Regions from separate parts of the Mus musculus genome. Here region 1 is linked to region 2. A link is a contact called in public promoter capture Hi-C data. All regions are on one chromosome and are shown on one strand. Each heading gives the region's core, a stretch centred on a gene start, on an enhancer-like site or on the middle of the called end of the contact. The rest is flanking DNA. Distances are from core to core; before and after follow the strand shown. Region 1 overlaps Akap13 (A kinase (PRKA) anchor protein 13). Region 2 overlaps Gm46017 (a long non-coding RNA gene).

Evidence for each region. Capture Hi-C pulls out chosen DNA fragments and counts their contacts.
Region 1: a contact with region 2 is called in a promoter capture Hi-C map of adipose tissue. The contact joins two enhancer-like sites. A contact is called at or near these places in 1 of 15 datasets of contacts at CTCF or cohesin (the NIH/3T3 cell line), 3 of 115 datasets of contacts at active chromatin or transcription factors (extraembryonic endoderm stem cells, large pre-B cells and pro-B cells) and 3 of 9 other capture datasets (adipose tissue, liver and pancreatic islet).

Annotation. Positions count from the first base shown.
Region 1 is chr7:75,698,315-75,701,860 of GRCm38.p6, reverse strand. All of the region lies in intron 16 of Akap13 (A kinase (PRKA) anchor protein 13), which reads right to left. Among named protein-coding and RNA genes, the nearest start is that of AU020206, 82 kb to the left of the region's middle. Within about 2 kb of position 1,715, at least 119 of the 459 cell types and tissues checked have an H3K27ac peak or open chromatin away from gene starts, as enhancers often do. A contact at or near this core is called in adipose tissue, where this site is marked.
Region 2 is chr7:75,425,851-75,428,993 of GRCm38.p6, reverse strand. It overlaps Gm46017 (a long non-coding RNA gene), which reads left to right. Exons shown (of 3, transcript XR_001778347.1): 3 at 1,812-1,914. Among named protein-coding and RNA genes, the nearest start is that of Gm46017, 10 kb to the left of the region's middle. Within about 2 kb of position 1,458, at least 88 of the 459 cell types and tissues checked have an H3K27ac peak or open chromatin away from gene starts, as enhancers often do. A contact at or near this core is called in adipose tissue, where this site is marked.

The sequences.
Region 1 (3,546 bases), core at 466-2,965, 270 kb before region 2:
AAATGAAAGAAAACTGAAGTAACTCTCAAATACATGTGCGGACAGCATTTGCATTGTAGTATGGGAAATATGGCAAGGATCAAGGCCACACTAATACTGTAAGTTAAAAAGCACATCTCCTAAAAAACATATTCCTAACTGCATAAAAAAGCAATGTTGGTTTTTTTGTTTGTTTGTTTGGTTTTTTGAGACAGGGTTTCTCTGTATAGCTCTGGCTGTCCTGGAACTCACTTTGTAGACCAGGCTGGCCTCGAACTCAGAAATCCGCCTGCCTCTGCCTCCTGAGTGCTGGGATTAAAGGTGTGCCACCACCACGGCCAGCTAGCAATGTTTTATAAGAAGATATTTTAGAAAAGTTGACAATGGTAAAATGGTAATTGGTTATTATTCTTAAATTTAATATGTCTATATTTAACTATTGCTAACATGCTTTAACTGTACTGTGGAATAAGAATCCAATGACATTTAAAAATGATGAGACTGGGCACAATAATACTAGGGTGCTATGCAAGAAACTTGGTTTTCACTTTCTTAATCCTATCCTTTTAGAAGGTAGGGTATTCTGTGAGCATGAAAACCAAATGTGATTAGGCATCTTGGGAAATTCTTTCATATACAAGGCACAGAAACTCGGAATTGGGTCTGAATGGCTCACTATAACGTTAACTAAGGTATCAGCTGGCGAGAAAGTCCTTTTTAGTCAGAGAACTTTTGAGTCATACTAGGAACTGGTTTAAAATGTGTCTTGTGTCTTGAAGCTGTCCTTGTAAAAACGAGAGCTTAATAGAAAAAGACAATCAGTGGCGTGAAGACCACTCTCTTCGTGAAGGCAACAGTGTGTATGTATCCAAGGACCTTAATACATGTATAATACACACAATTTACTCAGCAGGAAACAGAACTACTGCTCAAAGACAATACGACAAAAGAGAAACTGCCCATCTTCCTCTTACGCTTCCTGTTTAGGGCTCCTAAGCTTCTGAAAAGCATTCCGTCTATACATCTGCAACGTCTGCATGTTACAGCTGACTCAAAGGTTATGTATGCAGGACTGATAACTAAATTCCTTATATAATAAAAACTATACACAGAAAAACTTGGCACTATTGGGCAACACATATTGTCTAGGAGTGTGAAACATTTGCTGCCTAATAGCTAACTTTGGCTACTCAGAGAGTCCAAAGAGTGTTGGCAGTCACAGCTTAACATGTGGGATAACAAACTCAAGTTTATAATTGTCTTCTCATAGACACACACACTATGTTTACTCAGAGAGACTTTCCTAACTATATTCAGATACAACTCATATGTATTGGTTAGCAGCTGAATAACTATATGGTCTCATTAACACATATTTAAAAATTAATAATCTTAGCACTTGAGTGGTTACATTACTGGCCCAATATGTGCAAGGCCCTACAATCTCCAGCACTGAAGAAAAAGAGAAAACAACCAACTCCTAAACAGGGTAAGAGAAGTGAAAGTTCATTATTTTTATAGAAAAAATAGTGTTAATATCTATGGTATCACTTTTTTTTTTAAACAATATAGGAAACATCATTCAATAGTTAGGAAAAAGAGTTGACTGATACTCACTTATCTGTATAATTGGGTGGACACACAACTAATTCTCTCTCATTACCTCTGCTTATACTGACAAGGTCACAGTGTTCTGTAGCAGCTGTATAACAGTCTTATTTAACAGTAAGCTAACCTCCACTCACAGGAAAGACGGCAGGTTAACATGCCTGGCCACAGGGGTACTTGAAAACACACAGTAAAGGGAACCGTACTGCAATCTGCAGAGTTATGAATTTGCAATTTTTGGAGTTTCTATTGCTGGAGACAGTTTAGCCCCCAAAGATCAAATCTTGAAGCCAAGTCAGAAAGAGGAACCATGTCAATTGCAAAAGAGTGTTGTCATTTTGTCGACAGAGAGGAATGGAGGCAAGAAGTCAACTGGTTCTTTAACGGTGATGACAGACCTGACTCGAACACAGGTAGCCTATTTTCCTGTCCCATCTCATCACCTGCCTCTTACCTAATGGTAGTCATTTGAAGTGAAAAAATATTAAAGACAAATGAAAAAGAACTACTTAGTAGTGGATTTTGCTGAAAAATAAGCACACGATGACAGGCAACATGTGTGGGAAGCCAGACCTCACGTAGCTCTGCCAGACCATTATCTAGACTTGCTACTTGAAACACAGTCTATAGAGTACGGAAGTTGGGTGAGATTCTGTTTTAAAGATGACGTTCCAGTTTCTAAGTCTGATTCCACATTATCTTTTTTTTCTGTCTGTATTACCTGCCCCCTCAGCAATCTCACTGTTGAATCTACCATTCATTGGGAGAGGTGGTCAGAGGTAGTCTCTACTGACTTGTTGGCCTTATAATTATGTGTGTGTATGTTTGGATAAGGTTCCAGTTTAAAAGCAAAATAAAAAAAAAATAACAGAAACATTTTGAATTCATCCAAACCTAACCATGACATTTTCAAGGTTAACTGAGAATTACAGGCCACTAAGCAAAGAAGCCATTCAATAATACATGGTTCGGTTTTCCCAAGGGAATTTTCTTGTGTTGATAGCAACTATAGACGAAGGAAGCCAAAGGAAACATGCAGGTTCTGCTACTGCCAGTATGTGGAATACAGTATGCATCCCCTCCTCCTGGCTTCATATTCATTCATATATATATATTTTTTTCTCAAACTAGAATGGATCCAATAAAACACACAATTAGGCTAGAAATGATTTAGTAGACTGTATTTTCATCCTATACTTGGTAGGAAAAATGGTGAAAAAGCAGATTTGGTGTAAGAGTTTTGTGGTAAAAGATACTTTATTTACAAAACCTGGCATCACAGCTAGGATAGTAAATGCACTCACTCTCAAAGGTCCTTGTGCTTGCTCCCTACACTTGGCGGGGAGCCTCCTGGAGAGAACTTATGGGGTGTGTGCCCTTGAAGGGGGTTATGAAGCCCCAGCCCCTCTCTCTGCTTCCCCTCCAGTAGGTGCTCTGCCATGGGGCACTTTACTACCACAGCCCCAAAGCAACAATACTAGGTGAACATAGGCTGAAACCTCTGAAATCGATTCCTTCTTAAAGAGACGACTATAGCAGGTAATTTGTTACCACACGGAAAGCCAACACAGTTAGTAAAACTTATTGGCTGTATTTCTATTAGCTTTCACAACGAGTGCCTGAAAGGCTTAGTCAGGGGAAAGAGAGTACTTTTTTTTTTTTTAAATTGAAAAAAATTAATATATTTTGATCTTTTTTCCCTACCTCTTTCCTAATTCTTCCCAGGATCTCCCTACTTCTCTACATCTTCTATTAGAAAAACAAATAACAAAAAACAAACAAACAAAAAAATACTACCAACACAAAGCAACCCTTTAAAAACACAAAAATGAAAGTCAAGACAATTTTTGTTTTTGCAAAAGAATAGTTAAGACCAAAAAAAAAAAAAAAAAAAAAAGGCAAAATAAACAAACCAAAATGAAATAAAAATACCACTGAGCTCATTTGCTCATTTTGTGT
Region 2 (3,143 bases), core at 209-2,708:
GTTTGATCCCAGCACCCAATGAACAACAACAACAAAATCAATCCTGTTTTCTTTCTACATAAGTTGTATCTACAAACCCCTCTTTCTTCTCCAGGCGACATCTGGGTAAAGAGAACATCCCCAGTCTCTGCCTCTTGGACAAAAGAAGTAGAAATGATTGAGACCCATGGGAGACTGGCTACACCTGGGAGAGGAGCACACAATAATAGTGACTTGCCCAAGTTCCCTCGTTCCATTCAAGTTCAGACAAACAAGCTGAAATGATAGGGAGAACAGTAACCAAGGACACATTTTTTTAAATTAATTTTTTGTAGTGTTAGAGATAAAATTCAGGGATTCATCAAATGCCAATCAAACACTATGCTGATGAACTCAGCCTTGGTAGGAGTTTGGGGGAAGTTTGAGACTATATTCGGTAGCTGTAACTGTCATGGAGTGTACTATGTAGATCACGATGGTCTTGAACTCACAGAGATCTACCTCTGCCTCCTAAGTACTGGGATTAAAAGTGTATACCATACATGCCTGGATCTTGAGGGAAAAAAAAAAAGGAAAATTTTATCACTTGATTTAAGTCTCTAAGAACTCATGTAGTTAGTATAGCATGTACTAATAAATGTCGTTTGGCCAGTTTATATTACAAGTAGTATTTAATAATATGAAAAAAAATGTAGGTTCTAAGGATGTTGCTTGGTTTGTAGGATGCCTACCTAGCATACAGGAAGCCCTGGTTTTTCAGTTCCCAGTTCTGTATAAAACAGAGCATGATGGTGTACACCTATTCTCCCAGCAATTAGGAGGTAGAGGCAGGGGAATCAGAAGTTTGGCATTGGTGGCTGGAGAGATGGTTCAGTGGTTAAGAGCACTGACTGCTCTTCCAGAGGTCCTGAGTTCAAATCCCAGCAACCACATGGTGGCTCACAGCCATCTGTAATGGGATTCAATGCCCTCTTCTGGTGTGTATGAAGACAGTGACTATGTATTCACATACATAAAATAAATAAGTAATCTTTTAAAAAAGAAAAACATTAAAAAAAATAAGAAGTTTTGCATTATTGTGGGCCAGAGGTGGAAGCAATTCTGGATATAGGCGGCCCTGTCTCAATAGAAAGAAAGGAGGGAGGGAGAGAAAATGAAGTACAAGAGAGAAGAAGAGGAAATAAAGGAAAGAGAAAAGAATAAATCTGTGTCTCTCTTCTGGATGCCCTATATACACCTTTCCTAGAATTCCTAGGTAAAGGGTGGGGTTGCATCAGGCAGGTGCTTTCAGTCTCTGGCTTGAGGAGTGTCTGTGCTGGCATGCTTTGGAGCAATGGCTATAATTCTAATGACTAGCCCAGTCTGTCTCCCTTCAATTCCTTACACTGCCCTTTCTCCCCAGGACTCCAGTCCAGTCAGTCAGAGTTTGTACAACCAGCTGTACCTCAGCAAGTGCTGGCCTGGAATTAACTTGGCAGGGAGCGTGTTCTGAGACTTCCATGACTCATGACTTTGGGGCTAACTCAGAGCACTGAGCCCCGGCCCTGCCCTCTTTGGCTTTTTCTCGGAGCTGATTCACACTGGGTTGGGATTTTATTGTCAGCAGTCATAATTGTTTATGTGAGGAACTCGGATTTTTAAAATGACAGAAGGCCAAGCCTAGTGCTTCTGCTAGATTTGTTATTTCATTGTGTGATCTCTCTTGGCTGAATAGAAGGAAGGAAGAGAGAAAAGAAGGAAGGAAGGGTAGCAAGGAAGTAGAGAGGAAGAAAGAAAAACAGAAATACTTCATTGGCCCAAGTTGAGGCTTATTCTCTTCCACTCTCTTATAGGTGTTTAAGTTCATGGAAAGGCCCGTCTTATATCAAATATAAGTAACAGGAAGATGCAACAGAAAGAGTGTGGATTTTGGAGTCAGCATATTTGAATTGTGCATCACAGGCAAGTTGAAACAGCGTCTCCTGTACCCCAGGGTGGCCTTGAACTTGGCTCGTAGCTGAGAATAACTTAGAACTTCAGATTGCCCCACCTCCACATCTTGAGGGTTGGAATTATAAGCAAGAACTACCACAGGTGGCTTAAATAGTTCTGGGAATTGACCCTGGGGCTTTGTGCATGTTATATAACCACTCTACCAAGGGAGTCATAGTCCCAGCCCCTCATAATCAAGTTATTTAGCCTCTTTGAGACTGTTTCCTCATCTGTAAAACAGTAATAATGATATCCACTTATAGGGCTGGGATAATGGTTAGGAATGTTATAGTATACAGTGTTGGCATATTAGAAAGTACTTAATAGACAGTAAATATTCCTACAGCCATTATTATCAAGACTCCATTTGAAGCAGTGAGAACGTAGCCTCACAGAGCAGACTGAAGATGGAAATTTCATGCTTCTGAGTGACAGCAGATTGTTCCAGGATCCTCTTGAGTAGAGATTGTGGTATATTTGATGCCATGGTGGTTGGGTTCCAAGAATTGACTCAGGCTATGAGAATACACAAAGCCATCAATATAGCAAAGAACTAGGAAATAAACCCAGGTCCAGTGTAAAGCAAGAGAACTAGAGATAATACACATGGAGGGACCCATGGCTCCAGCCTCATATGTAGCAGAGGATGGCCTTGTCGGGTATTAATGGGAGAAGAGACCCTTGGTCCTGTGAAGGCTCAATGCCCCGGTGTAGGGGAATGCCAGGGCAGGGAGATGGGAGTGGGTGGAGCAGTCGGAGCAGGGATGAGATAGGGGGTAAACGGGGGGGGGGGGGGGGACTGGGAAAGGGGATAACTTTTGAAATGTAAATAAAGGAAATATCCCATTAAAAAACAAAGAGCCTAATCACGCCCAGCAGCTCACTTGATTACTGATAGAATTACCTGATAATGAAGTGCATAAATTATTATGACTTGGTTCTCCTTTCTGTACCTTTGTTGTGAGGATTAACACAGATCACCAGAGTAGAGTATCTACCACACATAAATACAAAATCCTATCTCCTAGCTGAATGTTGTGGCACATGCCTGTAACCCCAGCACTTGAATGACTATGGTAGCTTGCAACAAAGTGAATCCCAGGTCAGCCTGGGCTAAAGAATTAGACTCTGACTTGAAAATATAAAACAAGACATTCCCCCAAATCTCATATATTAAAGAAAGAAAAGTTGAA